Linked DNA regions of Mus musculus: regions 2, 3, 4, 5, 6 and 7 are each linked to region 1. Evidence: chromatin contacts called from public HiChIP or PLAC-seq and promoter capture Hi-C data. All regions are on one chromosome and are shown on one strand. The core of a region is the stretch at or near the end of the contact, and the rest is flanking DNA. Distances in the headings are between cores, read along the strand shown.

Region 1 (2,700 bases), core at 137-2,636:
GGCTAAAGGGGCCCCCACAAACCAAATCTTGGGAAAAAAATAGGCATCAAAAAGAATTAAATTAACTATAACTCATTAAGAATCTATGCATATGTGCTGTTGAGACTAAATTAAACGGGCTAAAGGAAAGCTCTTTCTAACATAACTCTCTTAGGGTTTTATTGCCGTGAAGGGACACCATGACCAGGGCAACTTTTATAAAGGAAAACATTTAATAGGGGCTGGCTTGCAGAGGTTCAGTCCACCATCGTCCTGCGGGAAAGGTGGAGGCTTGCAGGCAGATGTGGTGTACCTTGGGCATATGTGACCTCAAAGCCCCGCCTCTACGGTGATGATACACTTCCTCCAATAAGGCCACACATAAAATCACTACTTGGCATGGGCAAGCATACAAATGCATGAATCTATGGGGCCATACCTATTCAAACCACCACAAGAACATAAGAATAACATGAAAACCCAATCGATTATTCTTTCAGAGAAGCCCATACTGCGATTTCAGGTGCCGTCATTCGGAGCCCCTCTCCTCATGCTAAAGCCTAAAACCCCAAGCCTAAAATAATAAAATAAAATAAAAAGCCGGGTGGTGGTAGCGCATGCCTTTAATCCCAGCACTTGGGAGGCAGAGGCAGGTGGATTTCTGAGTTTGAGGTCAGCCTGGTCTACAGAGTTCCAGGACAGCCAGGACTATACAGAGAAACCCTGTCTCGAAAAAACAAAAAAAAAAAACCAACAACAAAACAAAACAAACAAACAAACAAAAAACCCACAAAACAACAGCCACAACAAAAACTCAAGCCTGCTTTGTTAAAAGAAAACCACGTCCGAAGTGGTGGTGCACACCTTTAATTCCAGCACCACGGAAACAAAGGCAGGTGGATCTCAGAGTTCCAGGCTAGCCTGGTCTACACAGATTCCAGGCTAGCAAGGGCTGCATAGAGAGAGTTTGTCTCAAATAGAGATTTAAGAAGAAAGAAAAACTGGTTAAAAAAAAAAAGAAAAGAAAAAGAAAAAACTCAGGTAGAGGGCGGGGGTGTGGTGGTGTGTGCCGTTAATGTCCACATTCAGGAAGCTTACTGGAGAATCACTTCAATTTCAAAGTCAGCCTGGTGTCCACAGAGAAAACCAGGGTCATTTAGAGAGACCACAGCTTTAAAAACAAACAATAGATGCCCAAACTAGTATAAGTGGTTCAGCCAACGCTCCACGCTGGACCTCAAAGCATCTGGGGGTTAGTTTGTTCAACGCCAGAGCTACTGCTGTAGGCCTAAAGACTTGGCCATTTCTGCCCAATCCTGGATCCTGGAACCAAACTCCCTCTGTCCAGGCCTGCACAAGATGCTACCGAAGGCTCCCCGCCTCCCTGCGGCTCCCTTGTGCGCATGCGCATTGAAGCAGCGAGAAAGAGACACACACAGCCCCACCTCCAACCCCCTTCCCCTGACCAAGAGCTAGGGGCCTGGCTCGCAGCCTCCGCGGGGCTGGAAGCCCAGAACCTAGTCAAAGAAGCTAGTGGCAGTCGGACTCTCAGGCTTGAGATCTGATGTCCCAGAGCCTTCAGTACCACGGTCCCGTCCGTAGCACTTTGGTGCCGCCGCTGCAGCGCTGACCGCGCTGGCAACCCACCCTCCCGGGATACCCGTCAGCTGGGTGGTCCCCGGTCTCGTGCGGCCTACGCTCTTCTCCGGGGACCCGCTCTGAGGACCCCTGGGACTCAGGTGGCCCGTTCGTGGGTACAGCTGCCGTGCTGACGCGCTGCACCTAAACCCCGGCCTGGCTGTGGACAAGGACCGAGAGGGAAGGCGGGGGCCGCGACTTGCACGGTGGAGATACCCTGTGCAGAACCTTAGATTCCCGGCGGGCCTGGGGAGCAGAGAACCGGGGGACACCTCGGACCTAAGGCTGGGCAGCCCCGGACTGGTAACTGGTGAAGCAGAGTGGCCGAAGCAGCAAACTCGGGCACGGGTGACTGTGGGCTGCTGTAGTCTATCTCGCTTGCTGGGATCATACGGATGGGGTCAGCCTGGAGCCCTGAAGCTTGGAAGGGGATTCTGATCAATTTCAGAAAAGCGTAGGGGTGAGGCCAGAGGACGTGGTGGCATACACCTGACTTCTCGGGATTTGGGAGGTGGAGGCAGGGGGAGTAGGCGCTCAAGGTCATTCTCTACTGCCTAACGTTGGGTTGCAAGAGAGAAAAAGAAAAGAGAAGAAGAAGGAAAGAAGAGAAAAGAAAAGAAACAAGGCCTGGAGTGTCTGCCAGTCTTCAGAAGAGACCCTAGAAGCCAGCAGCTACTACTTCTGTTTAAAACAGAGATTATGTGTGAGTTTCTAGAACTTCTGTGTTCCTGTGAAATGCTTGAGTTTTTGTTTTTCGTTTTTGGTTTTTTGTTTGTTTGTTTTTGCTGTTGTTGTTGTTGTTGTTTTGAGTATGGATTTTTTTAATTTCCTTCCCTTTGAAAGACGTTTGTGAAAATGTTTTATTCAACTGTGAGTGGTGTCACTGCCACTCCACTAGGACCAAGTGTTCAAGGCCAGCCTGGGTTACATTGAGACCCTGTCTTTAAAAAAAAAAAAAAGCGAACTATTCATTGCTTTGGGTCTGAGAATTTCCCTGCATTTTCAGTGGGCAGAGACTTAATCAGGATTCCTCTTTGAGTGCGCAGCGCCTGCGGTTCTATGGTTATGTAGCACCCACGTGCT
Region 2 (2,831 bases), core at 278-2,777, 1.5 Mb before region 1:
GGCCTGCTAGGGAAGTGCTCAGGGCCCTCAGAGTGAAGCGCAGCAAAGAATGGGAACGGATTCCCAGTCATAAGAATCAACCGTGAATGCATGGATGGATGAATGAATGAATGAATGAATGAGAATACAGTTTAGACCCATCCATCATGTAAATGTTGAATGGATGAAGGTGGATGAAGCTTCTCGCTTCTACCAATAGAATGAATGAATGTATGAATAAGAGTGAATGCATGCATGAAGTTAAGAGACAGGAATCAAGCAGCTAAACGAATGATTCTGACTGCCAGGTGGGAAACGCCCATCAATGAATGAATAAAAGCGAATGACAGCAGTCATGTTACTCATACAAACGTTTGAAGGAAGAGAGGCGTGAATAAAGCCTTAAGTCAATAAACATGCAAATGAGTGAGGAAAGATCAAAGACAGAAATCACAGGGGTTCGTGGGAGTGAATGAAAGAAGCCAGGGTGGGAAACCGATCTCAAAGGGACAGACAAGTGGTGGTCAGAACTCTGTGGATCTGCCTCCCTACCTAGCGCGCCCACCTGGGCCTGCACACACACACACACACACACACACACACACACACACACACACACACGCCCAGAGCTCCAGCATCTGCCGGCTCGGCTCCCGTTCTTTCGCGGGTAGGGGGAGCCCCTCACCAGTACATCACACGGATCAAGATTCTGTTGGGCGTTGGGACGTCCTCGCTGGTGGATGGGATCTCCTTAGTGGAACCGAAGCTGGGTGCTGGGGAAATCGTGGAGAGCTTACCCAGACCAGGGGTTTCCTTCAGCGGGGAGGCCAAGAACTCTAGTGTAGGGTTGGGGCCCGGAATGGGGCCCAATGTACTGGAGGCCATGGCAGTAGAAGCCAAGGAGTCTATGGGAGAGGCGGTGTCCGGTATGGAGCCTTGTGTCTTGGAGGACGAGGGAGTGAGCACTGGAAGGGGCCCCTGGATGGCCTCCGCTAGGCTGTGGATCGAGGGTTTCTGATTTTGAGCGAGTGTGGGATCCTTCAAGAGAGCGCTAGCAGCCCTGGAAGAAAGGGGCTGTGCCGTGGGCGAGGCCAAGCTCGGGAAGAACCTGCCTGGAGAGATCTTAGGAAAGACCCGACCTAGATTCGGGGCCCGGACTGGTGCTGGAGTCCGCACCGGTGCTGCATGCCGGACTGGAGCTGGAGTTGGGGCTGGGGTTAGGGTTGGGGCAGGGACTGGGGCTGGAGTTGGGAACCGGATTGGAACAGGGTTAGGGACTTGGGCAGGAGCCCGGACCCGGATGGAAGTTCGGACTGGAGTCGAGTTGTGCGCTGGGTTCGGGGCCCTGACTGGGGTCGCGGTTCGGATGGGAGCGGGTGTCCGGGCCGGGGTGTTTGCCCGGACTGAGGAGGGAGCGGGGACCCGCGCCTTGTTATTCATGGGGACCAGGTGAGACCCGGGTACCCCAGGCTAAGCGTCCCGCCTCGCCCTGCTTCCTTGAGCGAGGAGAGCTTTCGCACCCGAGGATTCTAAAAACCGAAGCAACCACGAGCAGGCACTGTTACACCGGGTTCCAGTCAGGCGGAGATTCCAAGCTCTGCGCCAGGGAGGCGCTGCTGTCTTCAGATCTCACCGAATAGACACCGCCCCTGTCCCTATCCCCACCCAGCAGGAGCCAACTCTGCCTAGAGCTTCCCATTGCCACCCTGACACTCATGCGTTTAGCTGGTTGAGTTCATTAAGCGCCCTCCTAGCGCTGGGGATTCCGGGGACAATGCATCTCTGCCCTCCTTGCTTCCTGCCCATGATAGGAGGTCACACCCAGTATGAGAGTGACAGCCTAAAACCGTCAGTGCAGTGGAGAATACCAGCACCCATATAATTCAGAAAGGAGGCACCTCTCTGCAGGATACGAGGTCCGGAGAAAAATAGCGACAACCCACACAAATAATCCAATTTACTCCCGGGGAGTGGTCAAAGTGAGACTCTGTCTTCTTCATGCTGTATCCCCAGCTCCTAGAACAAGACCTGGATCAACCAATCCTGTGGAACCCGAGTTAGGGAGATAAAGTGGAAGCTGGCACCAGGAAAGGGGACAAGTTTGAGAAGTGGAGTATAGGCAAAAGGCAGAGGTGACAAGGATTGGAGCCAGGGACAGTGACCATGTAAGGCCGACTAGACTTCATTCTGAGGCTCACAGAAGGATGACTTAACAGGGGTTGTGGCTCAGTTAATAGAGTTTTCATAGCATTCACAAAGCCCTGGGTCCAAGTCCCCCGTGCCACACAAACCAGTTATGTTGACTCAGGATTGTAGCTCCAGCACTCAGGAGGCAAGTGGATCAAAAGTTTAAAATCACTCTCAAGTAAAAAAAAAAAAACAAAAACAAAACAAAAAAAAAAAAACAAAACCAACCAACACCCCCCCCCCCAAAAAAAAACCCTCAGGATGCACATAACCCTGTTGATGTCTCAAGAGATGTCAGCCTCTGCCTGTGGCTTTGGGGCAGTATTTCTAAGCCAGGGAATATCCTTCTGGAAGGGGGGTGGGGCATACATAGACCAGCCAATCCACAATAACGTGGATAGTGATGACAGCCTGGGGCCACATTGTGTCAGTTCTGCCCCAGGAGGGCTATTAACTTTATCTGCCTGACCAAGACCTCATGAAGACTCTAGGCCCCAGAATGCAATGTACATTTCGTGACCATTAACGTGCTGTGTTGCCAGACGTCAGTGCAGTGGGTGCTTCCACAGGAAGAACACACAGATGTTTGGACTAGGAATTGACCTGGACCCTGGCACATCCCCTTCTCTAGTTGGCTGGGTTTTAAACGTATTTTTTGTTTTGTT
Region 3 (2,732 bases), core at 64-2,563, 1.6 Mb before region 1:
CCTTATGAGCGAGACCACGCCGTGGTTGTCGGTGTGTACAGGTGAGTGTCACAACAGACCTCTCCCTTACCTGTGGCCCTGAGAAGCCAAAAGTGGTTACAACTCGACCCCCTCTGATTTCCTCACAGGCCACCTCCCAAGGTGAAGAACTGAAACTCAGAGCTGTCTGGATTGAAGAGATGTGTGTTGTTACTGTTGCACGTGTGGCTTGTGATTTTTTGGGGGCGGGGGAGTTGTTTTGTTTTTCTATTAAAAGACTCATCTGTCTCCCCTGTCTGGTGCCTATTGCTAAGTGGCCTCGAGACGCATGCGCCCTTGATCAACTTTGTGTGCTTCGGGGGGTGGTGCCTGGAAAGTTTCATCCGGTCACATGGTGCATGCTCCATTGGTGGCTGCTCCGCACGTGCGCGGCTCAGCACCCTTAAGGCGCAGGCGCACTGTGCTCCGCTAGGTCACGTGAATGATGTGGGGGCGGAGCCGGGGCAGGGGGGCCGGTTTGTTGTGGTCGCCATTTTGCTGGTTGCATTACTGGGTAATCGGGGCCCTGGCTCGCCGCGTCCACCGGACACCCTCAGCCAGTGGGCAGGTCTGAGCTCGGGCTCCCCGAGCAGTTTGAATCCCCTTACCCACGCCCTCAGGTAAGGGTGCTGCGACGGGCGGGGCGGCACGCTTGGGTGGGGGGCAGGCCGGGAACCGCCCTGCCCGTCCCCGCGAGATTTAGCAAGGGAAAGGAGGGGGCTTTGGGCCGTTGCAGCGGAGTCCGGCTCTTCATAGCTGGATTCCTGGAAGAGGCTGAGCCCGAGGGAGCCGTCCTGAGAGGGAGTCGGGGAGGGGGCAGCCAGGCCCCACTCCCGCCCTTTGTTTGGGCTCGGCTGCGCTGGCCGCTTCGCTGTCGCCTAGCAACAGCTGCCCTGAGTGCTAATTGGTTAAGCTCTTGGCAGCAACAACCAATGGCGCGGTTGTTGCCATGGGAGGTGCGGCCTGCCGGGCTCTCTTGGGCCCCGCCCGCCGGGACTCCACTGGCCGGGGCGGGCCTGCCGGGTGGGGGGCGGGACGCCAGGGTCCCTGGGGGCGGGTGGCCACGCGGGGCGGGGCTGGGCCGTAGGGCGAGGGTTAACCCGCCCCTCCCCCGTCCACCTGCTGTCCCCTTCCCCCGCGTGCCCTGGTCTGACCCTCGTCCCCTCCTTTCCCCGCCCCTCCCCCTCGGTGGCAGTGGCGGCGGCTGCTGTTGTCACCCACCGGGCCGCCTGTCCCGCTTGCCCTCACCGCCGCGGGGCTGGCTAGGCTAGCCGGGCCGGGGACAGGCGGCCACCTCCTCATCGCCGCCGCCACCACCACCGCCGCCATGCTGGCCGCTCGCCCACCGCACTGGGGTCCCCATCGCGCTCCAGCCCCCCGTGGGCCCAGCGCCATCCCTGACCCGGGTAGGGGTGGGAGCTGTAAGAGCTGGTCCTAGTGTGGGAGGGCTCGGGAAGAGGTTGTTTATCTGTGAAGCCCCAATAAAGGGGACCTGGAGTGGCAAGACATAGCATAGAAGGGGATCTGACAAGGGGGAGGCTCCTAAGAAGGGGATTTTGTTCCGAAGGACACTTTTAGTGAGTGAAGTCTTGTGCGATATTTAGGGATTTGGCTGTCAGGCCCTTCTAGGAATAGGCTCAATTGTGGAATGACCCAGCGTAGAAATAGAGGAGCTAGCAAGGACCTCAGGGTAAAGAAGAAAAAGACCGTGACTCTTAGATGTTGAAAAATGACACCTCTCCCTTGTTTTCCTGAGGAGTAGGGGTCTTGGAGTAATGGGGGAATCCTAGTGGGATAAATATAGACTGCTTAAAAGAAGGATCTCTGGTTCCAGAGACCTCATATAGGGAGCAGGGAGCGGTCTTGGAGTATGGAGTCGGTCCCAGGGGAAAGTGCCGAGGTGGTTGAAACATCTATAGCTTGCATGTAAAGGAGTTCTCAGATAACCTTGGGTTTGCTGGGAGGTCCATAAGGACTGCTATGTTCTTTAGAATAGAAAGAAACTAGTGGGTAGACTGGGCTTGAAATTGGGCCCTTGGTGTTGAGGGAAGACGGTGTGAGGGCGGGGCCTTATCTGAGGGACTCAGGCTGGCCACCAGTAAAATTTTGAAGGACTGAGTTCTACTGCCCAGACTCTACACGGTTTCTGCCTTCTTTTGCTCTCCTAATTCCTGGCCTCTTTCTATCCCTCCTGCCCTGGCCTTGTACCCACCCTCTCCCACCCCTGTCTGGCTCTGATGGCTCCCTTTTACATCTCTGGATGTGATGCTTCATTCATTTTTTTTGGCTCCTCATTTGTTGAGAGACACGCTGTGCTAACCCACTTGCTACCCTTTCTGTTTGTACATGGCTACCTGGTGCTGGTGCTCTGCCCTGTCCCCTGTCTCCCCCTGGTCCTGCCCCTAACTCATACCCACCTCTTCTGACTGACCCTGACCTACATGCCTTCTTGTTCCATGTTGTCTTCCCACTTCCTACCTGCTCTCAGGTCTCAGCGGCGGTGGCAGCCGAGGTGCAGGATGCGAGAAGGCGCCCCCCGGCCGGGCTCCCGCTCCAGGCCTCACGCCCCTGCGGCCCTCTGAGCCCACCATGGCCGTCCCACCAGGCCATGGTCCTTTCTCTGGCTTTCCGGGGCCCCAGGAACACACACAGGTAGGCATTCAGCTGGCTTCTCACCTGCCTGAGGATTGAAGGGTCTCCAGACAAGAGCATGA
Region 4 (2,815 bases), core at 212-2,711, 1.8 Mb before region 1:
TCGTCTACCACCTACATTTTCCCCTGTACAGAACACCTATTAAACACATCCCATCTAACCTTAAGTGAATGAGACTCAAACTACCATATTTATTTATTAGGTTCTGTGCAATTACTGCGGGATGACCCTAATCTATATCTCTAAATGACAGTCTGGCGACTGGCTCGACTGCACTTCCCAAATCCTTGCTGTTTCAAACTTCCAGGGCTACTTCTGCTCCAGCCGTCTGGTGTCCCCGGGAGGCATATCACTCTGTCAGGAACGGTTGGTCCAGCTCTTGGAGACCTCCTGTTCTCTAGTCTTTTCCTCCCCTGTGCTCTGCCTCTGTTCTCTCTCCTCCCCTGGTGGTGCCTACTTGAGACCCACAGCTCAGTTACTCAAACTCTACCTCTCTCTATTCCTCTCAGGAACTGGCTGTGGCTAGTTTTATTTAAACTCAGGTTTTAAGCTGGGGAGCAAAGTTCACATAGCATCACTTGGAGTATGTGAGGATCTGCTCATGGCGAAGGGTGGGGGGGGGGGGACACCAGATCTTGGGAGCCAGTATTTAGCATTAAATACAAGCAGCACCAGCACCCCTGAAGTCCCCCTGCTTTGAAAGGAAGGTCTATAAAGATCAAAGTCCATCTGCTATGTGATGCCATGGATAGGAATTGGTTTGAGTTTGAGATTCCTAAGGTTAACCTCTGGAGATTCTTATCTATAAAGTCTAGGGGAAAGGTCTGATTATTGAGAGATATCAAGGATCACTGAAACAATAGTGAGAATACTAATTGGGAGGAGAACGAACAATGTAAGAGCCACAAAGTTGGAGCTATCAGTTTGTCTGTTACTCCTTCATTTACTGACAATTCTATAGTCTAAACCTAAAGCCTCGTTTCTCACACGGAGAGAAAGCACAAACTTCGCCCTTGAGTCTTAGCTGAGTAGCAATAAAGATCTCATGCTTCTCTAGCCCTCCTTTGGAATAATGGCCGAAATGGGGAGCCTGTGGGGAGCCCAAGGAAGCCTGAGATCCCAAACTAGATCTGAGAGCATCCTCAATGAGCACTTTCCCTCCCTTCCCGCAACACTCGCATTGCTACAGCTCAGGGAAACCTAGGGATCTTATCCCCCTAGGGGCCCCTCGGAGGCACTTCCGGCCTCAGCTACTCATGTACCTCAAAGGAAGCTTCCCTTCAGACTCTGCACCTGATCTTTCCTTGCTTCAGCCCCTGTGCCTGCAAGAGAAAGCAGGAGCAGAAAGCTACAAGCATAGTGACACAGGAGATGCAGAGTGCTCAAGGTGCGTATACATACAGAGAAACAGACACACACATCACCGCCCCTACACACTCACACAAATATCAACATCCATCCCACACCCACACCCAGCATGCTGGCTCCGATCTTACTCTGTGAGGACGTAGGCCATAGAGCGATTTCTTCCACCTACGAGAAAAACCTGACTTTTCAAGGGAGCGATACACGACACCGGAATTCGATCCGTTACTTCCGGTGCGGTGGACCCTGGGAAATGTAGTCCTTGCGGCGGAACTCCGGGAAGCCCAGAGCTCAGAGGTTCAGGGCGATCCGAGCTTGCTACTGGGACCAGCCCACCTGGGAGCTGCGCCTGGTGGTGTCAGGGGTTTTTCCAAAAAGGCACAGCCTTTAAAAGCTCCCGTGTGGTGCTCAAAAGGTACTTCCGCTTCTGCGCGCCACTGATTTTTCTCTTCCCTGGAGCGGACTGACAAGCAGAACAGGAAGTAAGATCAGAATGGGATATAAGTGACTTGAGTCCCACTGAGTGGGATTCCACCTCGCTGTGACCTGGTAGGGACTATGGTAAATTTGGAAAGACTAAACTAAAGAATTGTTGGTGTTAAACGTGGATAGTTTACATCAGCGATTTCAGACAGCCAGGTGTTCTGGACCCTCCCTGAGTTCAGGGTCCCTGTTACCTAGATAGAAAACGGTGAGTGAGGAACACATCAGAAAGTTTCAACTGAGTCGTGTCCGTTAGACAGTAATTTACCTCACGTTGAAGGATGAAAACAAGGAGGATTTGAAAACAAGTCAGACTCAACCGAGTATCAACTACAGAAAATATGTTAAAGTTCAGTACTCTAGAAGATTACGAGTGACCGTAATGAAGACTCAGGTTGATTTGATAATCGAGACAGACTGGGGACACAACATTGCCAGTGTAAATAAAGAGGCCAAGTCATCAAGTATAATAAACATGGCTGCGCGTGGTAAGACATGCCTTTTATCCCAGCAAAGGGGAGGCACAGCTCACTGCATGTGTGTGAGACTGAAGCCAGCTACAAGTATAGAGTGAAACCCTCCCTAAAAACTAAAATAAACTAAAAGTACTAATAGCGCAGCTTCAGGCACGAAGCAGGGGGAAAGCCTGGTAAGTAATAAGGTAGTAATAAGAATGACAGCCAGAAAATGGCCTAGTTGGCCGTCATTGGGAAGAGAGACCCCTTGGTCTTGCAAAGTTTATATGCCCCAGTACAGGGGAACGCCAGGGCCAAGAAGTGGGAGTGAGTGGGTAGGGGAGCAGGGCAGGGGGGAGGGTATAGGGAACTTTCAGGATAGCATTTGAAATGTAAATAAAGAAAATATCTAATAAATAAGAAAAGAAGCAGGGGGTGGGGGTGGGGGGAGATCAAATTGTGAGGGCTGGAGGGATGGCTCAGTGGTTAACAGCACTGACTGCTCTTCTGAAGGTCCTGAGTTCAAATCCCAGCAACCACATTGTAGCTCACAACCATCCCTAATGAGATCTGACGCCCTCTTATGGTGTGTCTGAAGACATCTACAGTGTAGT
Region 5 (2,700 bases), core at 184-2,683, 1.7 Mb before region 1:
AACTACACGCACACACGTGAATTGAGAGGCAGAAAGAGACATTCAGAAAATAAAGTATGTATCCACTTCTGGATCGGTCAGTACTCTGGCCATTCTATCACCCTGCCTTGCTCCCAGCCTGCCTCACCACTCACCTGTGGTGGAGCCCACGATGGCTGTGTTCTGATCCACAGCTTCCAAGAACTGACCGATGACCAAGGGGATGCTCTGGATCCGCTTCACCTCCTCCTGGGCGTGGAGGAATTCCTTCTTCAGGTTCTTCTGCTCGTCCTTGATATACTCCTCCTGCACTTCCAGGAACTCCAGCTCCTGCTGCAGCTTCTGCACGCACAGGGAGGGCAAAGGGTTGGCTGCAGCCTTGCCGTACCACAGTGGGAGGTGGGGGGGGGGGCGTATGTGATGGGGGATGGGAGGTATGCAGGAGCCAGCTTAGGGTTGAACACACCTTGTAGCGGCTGTACAGGTCCTCCAGGTCTTCAGGTTCGGGTCCCAGAAAGGACAGGCCGGTCTGCGGCCGAGACACGGACAGTGCTGGAATCTCATCCTGTAGACGGTAAAGACAACTTGGTGTTGGAAGCAGAGAATCATCTCGTGAAATCAGCGAAAGCGTTCTTCCTATTTCGCCACCAAGTCACCTATGTCTCCAGTACCTGACATCATTCACTATCTCTCAATAGATACAGGAGCTGCTCAGTCCCCTATGTAGATTGCTAATAGTAGGCCCCTTAAACAAAACTCATCATGAAAGTTTTGCAGCAGCTCCATACCGAACCTTAGCATCCCAGTCCCCTCAAGAGGTTCTAAAAGTCCCATGGATTTTAAAGTCAGAGTCACATTCAGAGTCTCATTACCCAGTTCTTCCCCTCCCCCCCCCAAAAGCTTTCATGTCAGATTCCCAACTCACGTTAAAGCCAAAGGTCACTCAGCCAAACCACAACCAATACTTAACGCCTCACCGTTCACGTCCCAAGCACAGTGAGTCCACTGGTCCCTTGGCCACGAACATACCTAGGCCACGGGGCCCCCATACATCATCCTCCACCTGGTCCAGACCCCAAACCGAAAAGCTAGTAAGCACAGCTCTCCAGGCCTCGCAACCGTTCTGTCTGAAAAGTCTTTAAGTTCAACGCCACTTTCCTCCCGCTCTGCTTTTCTGAGCTTTGCCGCCCTCCTGACAACATGACTACCCCGCCAGGCCCCGGGACCACCCAAAGCTCGACACCGAGGCCTCTGAAACCACCCAGCCCAGAGCTGGGATCCTGAGAACCCCTCAGCACCCCACTCATGTCCAGCTCCCGCTAAGAAACCCAGATCCCCACTGCACCTGAATCTTTTCCACCAAAATGCCTATCTCCTCCATAGTGACCAAGCCGGCCTCAGTGCAGCCCGGCCAGTCACGGCTTCCGCTGACGCCAACGGAAGTCCTTCACATAGAGCATCTTGGGAAACGTAGTTTTTAAGGTACCGCTGCGGGTTGACCTGACGGGCCGGATAACAGGAAGGGCGGGAAACTCTTAGCCCTGGGCTCCGCCCCCAAGATGGGTTCCTGCGCTCTGCGCTCCAGGCGCGCGCGCGCGGACCCGCAAGGATGTTGCGCGTGCGCAGTAACTCTTGTTCTGGCGCCATCCTGCTTCGCGGCCCGTCGCGCGTTGTGAAGGTTTCTCCAGTAGATGGCGCGGCCGAGTTGCTCTTGAAGAAAAGTCTCCAGAGGATTGATTGATTGATTTTAATATTATCCACTTTTTTACTTTCTTGTCTTTACAAAGCCAGCCCCGAACTGAGAATATGAAGATTAATCAAGTCCTGTCCTAACTTGTTAAAAACTCCAGAGCTTTGTTAGAAGGAATTCGCAGACATAACTAAGTATAAGAAACGAGAGGCACTAAAGAAGCCTTTAGTTCCACAGAAGAATCTCTTGACCTTCTCTGGCCGCCACCTGAAGAGAGAAGCAGAGGTCACAGAACGGCGAGGAGCCAATCAGATCGTACCAAAGCTGGAGAAACCGAGGCAGCTGCGAATGCAGATCTTTGCGGAGTCCTGTCGAATCTTTTCTTCTCTGTCCTCTTCACATTATTTTTAGGGGCTGTCAAGATGGCCCAGTGCTGAAGAACACTTGTGGCTCTTCTACAGGACCCGAGTTCGGTTCCCAGCACCCAGGTGGGGCAGCTCACTAGCATCTGTAGGCAACTCCTTCGGTTTCTGCAGGCACCTGCACTCAAGCACACGTCCCCGCTAGCAGAAACACACTTACACATAATTAAACGTTTTGAAAGGATTTTATATTTAGTTACGTGTACATGTGTATATCGGAGTGCGAATTTGTGCACCTGGATTCAGTACATGCAGAAGCCAGAAAAGGGCATAGGAATCTGTGGCACTGGAGTTACAGACTGTGTGCGCCATCTTTTCAGCCTCCTGTTGAGTTTTGATTGTTGTTATGGCTCAGGAACTTTGATATGCTAAGCAAGCCCAGCTAAAATCCTTAGTATGTATTATATTCTCTTCTACAAAGAAGGAAGCTGGTGCCAAGCACTGAAGTCACTTGAGCAACTGGTAAAGCAGGGTTAGAACCTAGATCTGTATTCCTTGTACCAGGGATATACACTACCACACTTCATAACAGCTATAGTTTTTGTTAAGTAAACTTTTTATTGGGGCACAGATAGGTAGCAGGCACAAATCATTATTTTCTAGCTACAT
Region 6 (2,804 bases), core at 44-2,543, 1.8 Mb before region 1:
TAAATGTATACCACGAAGCCTAGCTTTTCTTTTTAAGTCACTTTCTTAAACATCCACCAGCAATCGCATTGTTTCTCACACTCCCTTGTCCTGCTGAACACTGAGTGGAATGAACCCAAGATGGCCTCACAGAGAACAACTAAAGCACACCAGGCCCTTAGGATATGGCGGCACTGCACTAACAGGCTTCACCACAGGCATCCTACGGTTCCTGACAGGCCTGGAGAGCCTGAGGGGACAGAACCAAGATTCCAACCCGATACCACAGATCCACACTCCACGATCAATCATGGCATTGCTCATCTGGATCTGGCCAACGTTACCCATTACACACACACACACACACACACACACACACACACACACACACTCAGAAAATCACTAGCTTTCAAAGATGCCAAATTCAGTGCTATCACTTTCCCACTGCCATAATCCTCACAGTGAACACATCATCTATCCCCGACATTCCTGGCCTGCTTTGAAAACAAGGCCTGTAAGGATCAAAGGATCGCATCTGATATGCGATGCCATCCAAATAGAAATCGATTTATAAAATCAGAGTTTGAGAGACCTAACGATAACCTCTGGAGGTTTCTACCTAGAACATCTTAGGAAAAGGGTGATTGTAGAGAAGAAAAGGCGGGGTTCATTGAAATGATAAGGTGAAGTGGAAAGGGAAGGGACAACGTTATGGGCCCCAGAGGTGAAGGTATCAATTTTCACGTTCCTCCTTCATTTACTGATAATTCCACGAGATCTCAGACTATATCCGAGAGCATCCTCACCGAGCATTTTCCTTCACGTCCCTCAACACTCTCATGGCTACAGCTCTGAGAAACTTCGGGTATTCAACCCAGAGCAGCCCTCCTAAGCGACCCTCGGAGGCACTTCCGGCCTTAAAAGCACCTCCCAAGCTCGTGTGTACCTCAGGGAAAGCTTCCCTTCAGACTCCGCACCTGACTTCTCCTTAGTGATGCTTAGCCCTCTGCTCCAACCCCTGTGGCCTTGAAAGAAAATGATAAGCACAGTGACACAGATGAGCAGAGAGCTCAAGGTGTGTATACACAGAGAGACGCGCGCGAGCGCGCGCCCACCCACCCACACAAACACACGCTCACACACGCTCACACACGCCCGTACGCGTCAACATCTCCATTCACCCTACACCAGCGCCCACACCGATACCCAGCCCACCTTACTCTGTGGAGACCGAAGCCAACCAGCAATTTCTTTGGACCAGAAAGATCAGACCTTCCGTGTTGGTGGCACCGGGATGCCAAAGACCCTTGGCGGCGTCCGGAGCTATGTGGAGCCTTCAAGAAGCCCGGCGTTTCCGAAAGGTCCCAGCATGCAACTTAGCCCGGCCCATCCGGGAACTGGGCCCAGTGGCTTGTGGGAGTTCCCACGGTGGGGGGGCAGGGGGCTCCCCATGCTTCGAGGGGAGGCTGCCTCCTGGGATCAAAACGGAGTTTGGTGTTCTGTGTCTACCTGATTTTCCCTCCTGTGGCGTGGACGGACGAGCGGAAATTTTAAAATTTAGAATAGGAAGTAGATCAGATCGGGACGGACGCTTTGCCTGAGTCCCACTCAGTGGGATTCCACTACGCTGTGCTCTGCTAGGGACTATGGTAAATTTGAAAAGACCGAACTAAAGAATTGGTTGGTTTCTAAAGTTGGGTAGTTTATATTAACGATTTCAAAGAGCCAGATATTCTGGACCCTTCCAGGGTTCGGTGTCCCTGTTGACTAGATAGAAAAAATTGAGTGACGACTACATCTGTATGTATCACCAGAACTGTGTTCAATAGGCAGTCATTTACCTCCTGTTGGAGGATGAATGACTAGCACGCGTTAAGTGTCCTAAAAAACAAAAAACTAAAAAACAAACAAAACACAAACCCAAAACATAGGCCTCTTTTTTATAGGATAGACACATTTATTGTAACTTGACACTATGGAACTTTCGAAACCACTTTTGTTTTTTCTCATGTTATACAAAGAACTTTTTCCAAACATGATAGAAAGAAATTGTGAAAAGGCTAAACAATCCTAGTAATAAAACTAATTGCATTAAATGTACTGTAAATTATGTAAATGCTAAAGTATAGGTGCCACATTAATTTGCAGATAAGTGTTAACTACAGAAAATGTGTTAAATATTCTAGCCGATTCAAAGTGACCATCCTCACAATAGTATTAAAAAAAAAAAAGACTTAAGTCAACTTTAAAATGGAGGCAGTTCTGGGGGCAAAGAGCATCGCCAGTACTAACAGCAATAACAGAGACAGCAAGTCATCAAGTGAAAATATCCTTGGCTGGGCGTGGTAGCACATGCATGTGACCCCAGCAATGAGGAGACACAGCCAGTGAATGTCTATGAGATGAGGCCACCAAGGACTATTTAGTGAAGACCTGTCTAAAAAACTAAAATAAACAGTATGCGTGTAATACCACACCTTCAAAACATGAGGGGAAACGTCCAATAGAGAAATAAGGAGAAACAGCCAAATCCAGCATTGCATACAAAAGTTTTCAGTCTCAATAACTGATAGAAGGAATCCAGAAAAGCAACAGGGCATAGATGATTTAGACAGCATCATCAGCTATGAATGCAGACAGAATAAAAATCAAGACAATTAAACTTTAATGGAATCAGGGGGCCTTGAAGGGAGGGTGTTCTTGTATACACACTCCTGGCAGAAATGCCCGTTACCTGGAGATGCTTCTGTTTAAAGCTTCCCTTTTTATGCTTTTTTTTTTTTTTTCGGGGGAAGGGGAAAGCCAATACCTTATATATTTTGTAC
Region 7 (2,920 bases), core at 420-2,919, 1.4 Mb before region 1:
CCTCCTTCGTTCCTTTTTTTGTTTGTTTGTTTTTTGAGGCAGGGTTTTTCTGGGTAGCCCTGACTGTCCTGGAACTCACCTCAAACTCAGAAATCCGCCTGCCTCTGCCTCCCAGGTGCTGGGATTAAAGGCGTGTACCACCGCGCCCGGCCTTTCTAAAGGACTTTATTCTTATAAGAGTACACTGTAGCTGTCTTCAGACACACCAGAAGAGGGCATCAGATCTCATTACAGATGGTTATGAGCCACCATGTGGTTGCTGAGATTTGAACTCAGGACCACTAGGAAAAGCAGTTAGTGCTCTTAACTGCTGAGGCAACTCTCTAGCCCCCAATCTCCCTGTAATTTTTCAGTAACCTGCTCTCGTTTGGAATTACCACTAATAGCTTCCTGGACATACCCTTTATCTAGTCATCATGGACTGAAATGACACTTAGGCCGTACTTCTGCACGGAACTTAACCAGAACGGTTTCTCTTTTTACTCTTCTCCTCCTGCCTCCCCCACTTCCATCTAGTTTTTTGGGACAGGGTTTCTCTGTGTAGCCAAGGCTGTCTTGGAACTCAAAAGATTTACCTTCCTTTGCCTCCAGAAGGCAGGAATTAAAGGCTTGCACTACCATACACAGTTAAAATTGTCATTCATGCTGGGCATGGTAGCGCACGCCTTTAATCTCAGCACTTGGGAGGCACAGGCAGGCGGATTTCTGAGTTCGAGGCCAGCCTGGTCTACAGAGTGAGTTCCAGGACAGCCAGGGCTATACAAAGAAACCCTGTCTCGAAAAACAAAAAAAAACAAACAAACAAAAATTGTCATTCATCCTCATCTCCTTTCTCTCCACAGGGTTTCACTATGTAGACCCTGGTCGGCCTGGAACTCTATAGACCAGACTGGCCTCGAGCTCAGATCCGTCCCCCTCTGCTGTCCCAGCACGGGGATTAAGAACGCGCCACCACTACAGCTGACCGGAGCTTCACTTTGGTTAGACACAAACACAACACAGCTAGTCTGTCTTCTCTTCCCGACCTACGATCTCTCCTTCAACAAACAGCCCCTCGGCGCTCGTCCCCGGAGCCCGCCCGCCCGCCAGCCAGCCCCTCTTGCTCCCCGCGCAGGGCCCATCACCTGGAGACTCTCCTTCAGTTGCGGGATGAGCATCTTGTAGCGCTGCACAGGATCGAAGTCCTGCTGCTGCTGCTGCAGGAGCCCGCTCTGGGCAGAACCCACCAACTGGGTCGGTTGTGGCTGTTGCTGGGGACCCGGACCCCCGGCAGAACCCGGGCCTGACACACCAGACGCAGAGGAAACCGCTGCAGCCTGTGGCTGGGGCGCAGCCATTTTCCTCCGCTAGAACGCCGGAAATGCGTCATAAATGCGTCTGCTCCGGTAGCTCCTCAGCTTTTTCAGTTGGCTGACCTCCTAGTTAGCCATGCCTTACCGACAGATTAGCCAATGGGAGAAGAGGATATGCATTTTTCTCCGCCCTCCCAAATCCGAGGCCATGAGTGGAATATCTTTTCGCCAATCATAAGAGGAGTTCCCCCACGGCTCCGCCCCTTCACCCACAGCTCGCCAATCACTGTGAAGGACTGACCAAACTCTATTTCCCTGAAGGCCTTGCGGCCAGGAGCGACCTGTCTAGTCTTCTGCGTCTTGGTAGCAGTCGGAGCGGGAGCTGCAAGTCTGTGTCCGACGCTGTCTGTGCTCTTACTTCAGTCACACCCGAGCCCTTCTCGTCGGCCCACTTCATCCCCTTTCCCCGCGGAGCCCGGCGTCTACGGGAGCCTGTCCTTGGATCCGGCGTCTCTCAAAGTCGGTACGCCACTCAGCGTCCGCCTGCGGCCAGCGAGGACGCCTACCGCGCCGCCGTCGCCTGGTCGCGATGGCGCCCACCATCCAGACCCAGGCCCAGAGGGAAGATGGCCACAGGTAGGTCTCCTGTCACCTGCCGCTTCATTTTGTTTTGTGAGCTGCAAGCTGGGGACTAGGCCGAGGGGGGCTGCTTGCGACATCACTGATTCCCTCAGGTCGGCCCCCGAGGTCGCGCAGCGCTCACCCCCGATGAAGGGGCGGTCCCCCCTGGGCTCTGCGGTCGCTTCCTGGTCCCCTGCTATTCAATTTCGGAATTGCACCTTGCGGGAGGGAGTCAGACCTCAGTCTCCTTCAGTGAAGCTTCTGGATTGCTCTCCTCAGGGGATTGAGCATCTGGCTTCATGCTTTATCACCATCATCACCATCACTCCTTCAGAAATTCGGGGGCCGGCCTTTCCACTCACATGGCCAACTCTTGACATCTCTCTCTCTCTCTCTCTCTCTCTCTCTCTCTCTTCTCCCCGAAACCAGGCCCAATTCCCACCGGACCTTGCCTGAGAGGTAAGCTCCCAGCTCCGTTTTCCAGGAGGGGTGGAACACGAACAGGGGAGGCGGTTAGGGGGCCTTTTTTGTGCTTTGGAGAATCTCATAAAGTGGCCCAGACTGGTCTTTGTGCCCCAGTCTCATGGGTGCCGGGATTGCAGCCTTATGTGCCCAGCAGCACAGGCCTAGGGTTGTGTGTGTGTGTGTGTGTGTGTGTGTGTGTGTGTGTTTAAATTGTACACACCTTAGCTCTGAGTGGCAGTCTAAAGACATTTCCTTAGGCTGGACAGCAGGCACTTTCACCTGCTGAGGTATCTTGTCAGCTTGAGGCAGGGTTTGTTTGTATGTAAGTACACTGTAGCAGTCTTCAGACACCCCAGAAGAGGGCATCAGATTTCATTGCAGATGGTTGTGAGCCACCATGTGGTTGCTGGGATTTGAACTCAGGACCTTAACTGCTGAGCCATCTCTCCAGCCCGTTTGTTTTTTAAAGATTTATTATATGTGAGTACACTGTAGCTGTTTTCAGACACCCCAGAAGAGGGGGTCACATCTTGTTATGGATG

What was found. Promoter capture Hi-C pulls out the DNA fragments that hold promoters and counts their contacts. HiChIP or PLAC-seq counts read pairs in DNA pulled down with a chosen protein or histone mark. Capture Hi-C pulls out chosen DNA fragments and counts their contacts.
Region 2: a promoter capture Hi-C map of liver shows a contact between it and region 1, with 3 times the contacts expected there. The contact joins the promoter of Selenov here to the promoter of Zfp30 in region 1. A contact is called at or near these places in 3 of 39 promoter capture datasets (hippocampal neurons and liver) and 1 of 9 other capture datasets (pancreatic islet).
Region 3: a contact with region 1 is called in a promoter capture Hi-C map of cranial neural crest. The contact joins the promoter of Dyrk1b here to the promoter of Zfp30 in region 1. A contact is called at or near these places in 2 of 39 promoter capture datasets (cranial neural crest and liver) and 1 of 484 Hi-C or Micro-C datasets (muscle stem cells).
Region 4: an H3K27ac HiChIP or PLAC-seq map of microglia shows a contact between it and region 1, with 5 times the contacts expected there. The contact joins the promoter of Zfp780b here to the promoter of Zfp30 in region 1. A contact is called at or near these places in 6 of 39 promoter capture datasets (the 3T3-L1 cell line, the C10 cell line, cranial neural crest and 3 more), 1 of 115 datasets of contacts at active chromatin or transcription factors (microglia) and 2 of 9 other capture datasets (adipose tissue and liver).
Region 5: a contact with region 1 is called in a promoter capture Hi-C map of adipose tissue, with 4 times the contacts expected there. The contact joins the promoter of Psmc4 here to the promoter of Zfp30 in region 1. A contact is called at or near these places in 7 of 39 promoter capture datasets (the C10 cell line, cranial neural crest, erythroid cells and 4 more), 1 of 484 Hi-C or Micro-C datasets (B cells) and 2 of 9 other capture datasets (adipose tissue and liver).
Region 6: a promoter capture Hi-C map of hippocampal neurons shows a contact between it and region 1, with 4 times the contacts expected there. The contact joins the promoter of Zfp850 here to the promoter of Zfp30 in region 1. A contact is called at or near these places in 2 of 39 promoter capture datasets (hippocampal neurons and liver), 1 of 115 datasets of contacts at active chromatin or transcription factors (large pre-B cells) and 1 of 9 other capture datasets (liver).
Region 7: a promoter capture Hi-C map of liver shows a contact between it and region 1, with 2.1 times the contacts expected there. The contact joins the promoter of Paf1 here to the promoter of Zfp30 in region 1. A contact is called at or near these places in 4 of 39 promoter capture datasets (cranial neural crest, hippocampal neurons and liver), 1 of 115 datasets of contacts at active chromatin or transcription factors (astrocytes) and 1 of 9 other capture datasets (liver).

What each region holds. Positions count from the first base shown.
Region 1 is chr7:29,782,582-29,785,281 of GRCm38.p6, forward strand. It overlaps Zfp30 (zinc finger protein 30), which reads left to right and starts at 1,387. Exons shown (of 5, transcript NM_001360208.1): 1 at 1,387-2,320.
Region 2 is chr7:28,289,659-28,292,489 of GRCm38.p6, forward strand. Selenov (selenoprotein V) reads right to left here and starts at 1,528. Exons shown (of 6, transcript NM_175033.4): 1 at 665-1,528. The coding sequence starts at 1,419.
Region 3 is chr7:28,179,003-28,181,734 of GRCm38.p6, forward strand. It overlaps Dyrk1b (dual-specificity tyrosine-(Y)-phosphorylation regulated kinase 1b), which reads left to right and starts at 1,314. Exons shown (of 11, transcript NM_001271370.1): 1 at 1,314-1,424; 2 at 2,507-2,670. The coding sequence starts at 1,346. Fbl (fibrillarin) reads left to right here. Exons shown (of 9, transcript NM_007991.3): 8 at 1-41; 9 at 129-267. The coding sequence ends at 153.
Region 4 is chr7:27,977,696-27,980,510 of GRCm38.p6, forward strand. It overlaps Zfp780b (zinc finger protein 780B), which reads right to left and starts at 1,462. Exons shown (of 6, transcript NM_001081021.1): 1 at 1,395-1,462.
Region 5 is chr7:28,048,659-28,051,358 of GRCm38.p6, forward strand. It overlaps Psmc4 (proteasome (prosome, macropain) 26S subunit, ATPase, 4), which reads right to left and starts at 1,434. Exons shown (of 11, transcript NM_011874.2): 1 at 1,325-1,434; 2 at 446-544; 3 at 135-321. The coding sequence starts at 1,360.
Region 6 is chr7:28,012,822-28,015,625 of GRCm38.p6, forward strand. Zfp850 (zinc finger protein 850) reads right to left here and starts at 1,294. Exons shown (of 6, transcript NM_001254951.1): 1 at 1,195-1,294.
Region 7 is chr7:28,391,327-28,394,246 of GRCm38.p6, forward strand. It overlaps Paf1 (Paf1, RNA polymerase II complex component), which reads left to right and starts at 1,670. Exons shown (of 14, transcript NM_019458.3): 1 at 1,670-1,928; 2 at 2,343-2,372. The coding sequence starts at 1,882. Med29 (mediator complex subunit 29) reads right to left here and starts at 1,364. Exons shown (of 4, transcript NM_026042.3): 1 at 1,125-1,364. The coding sequence starts at 1,337.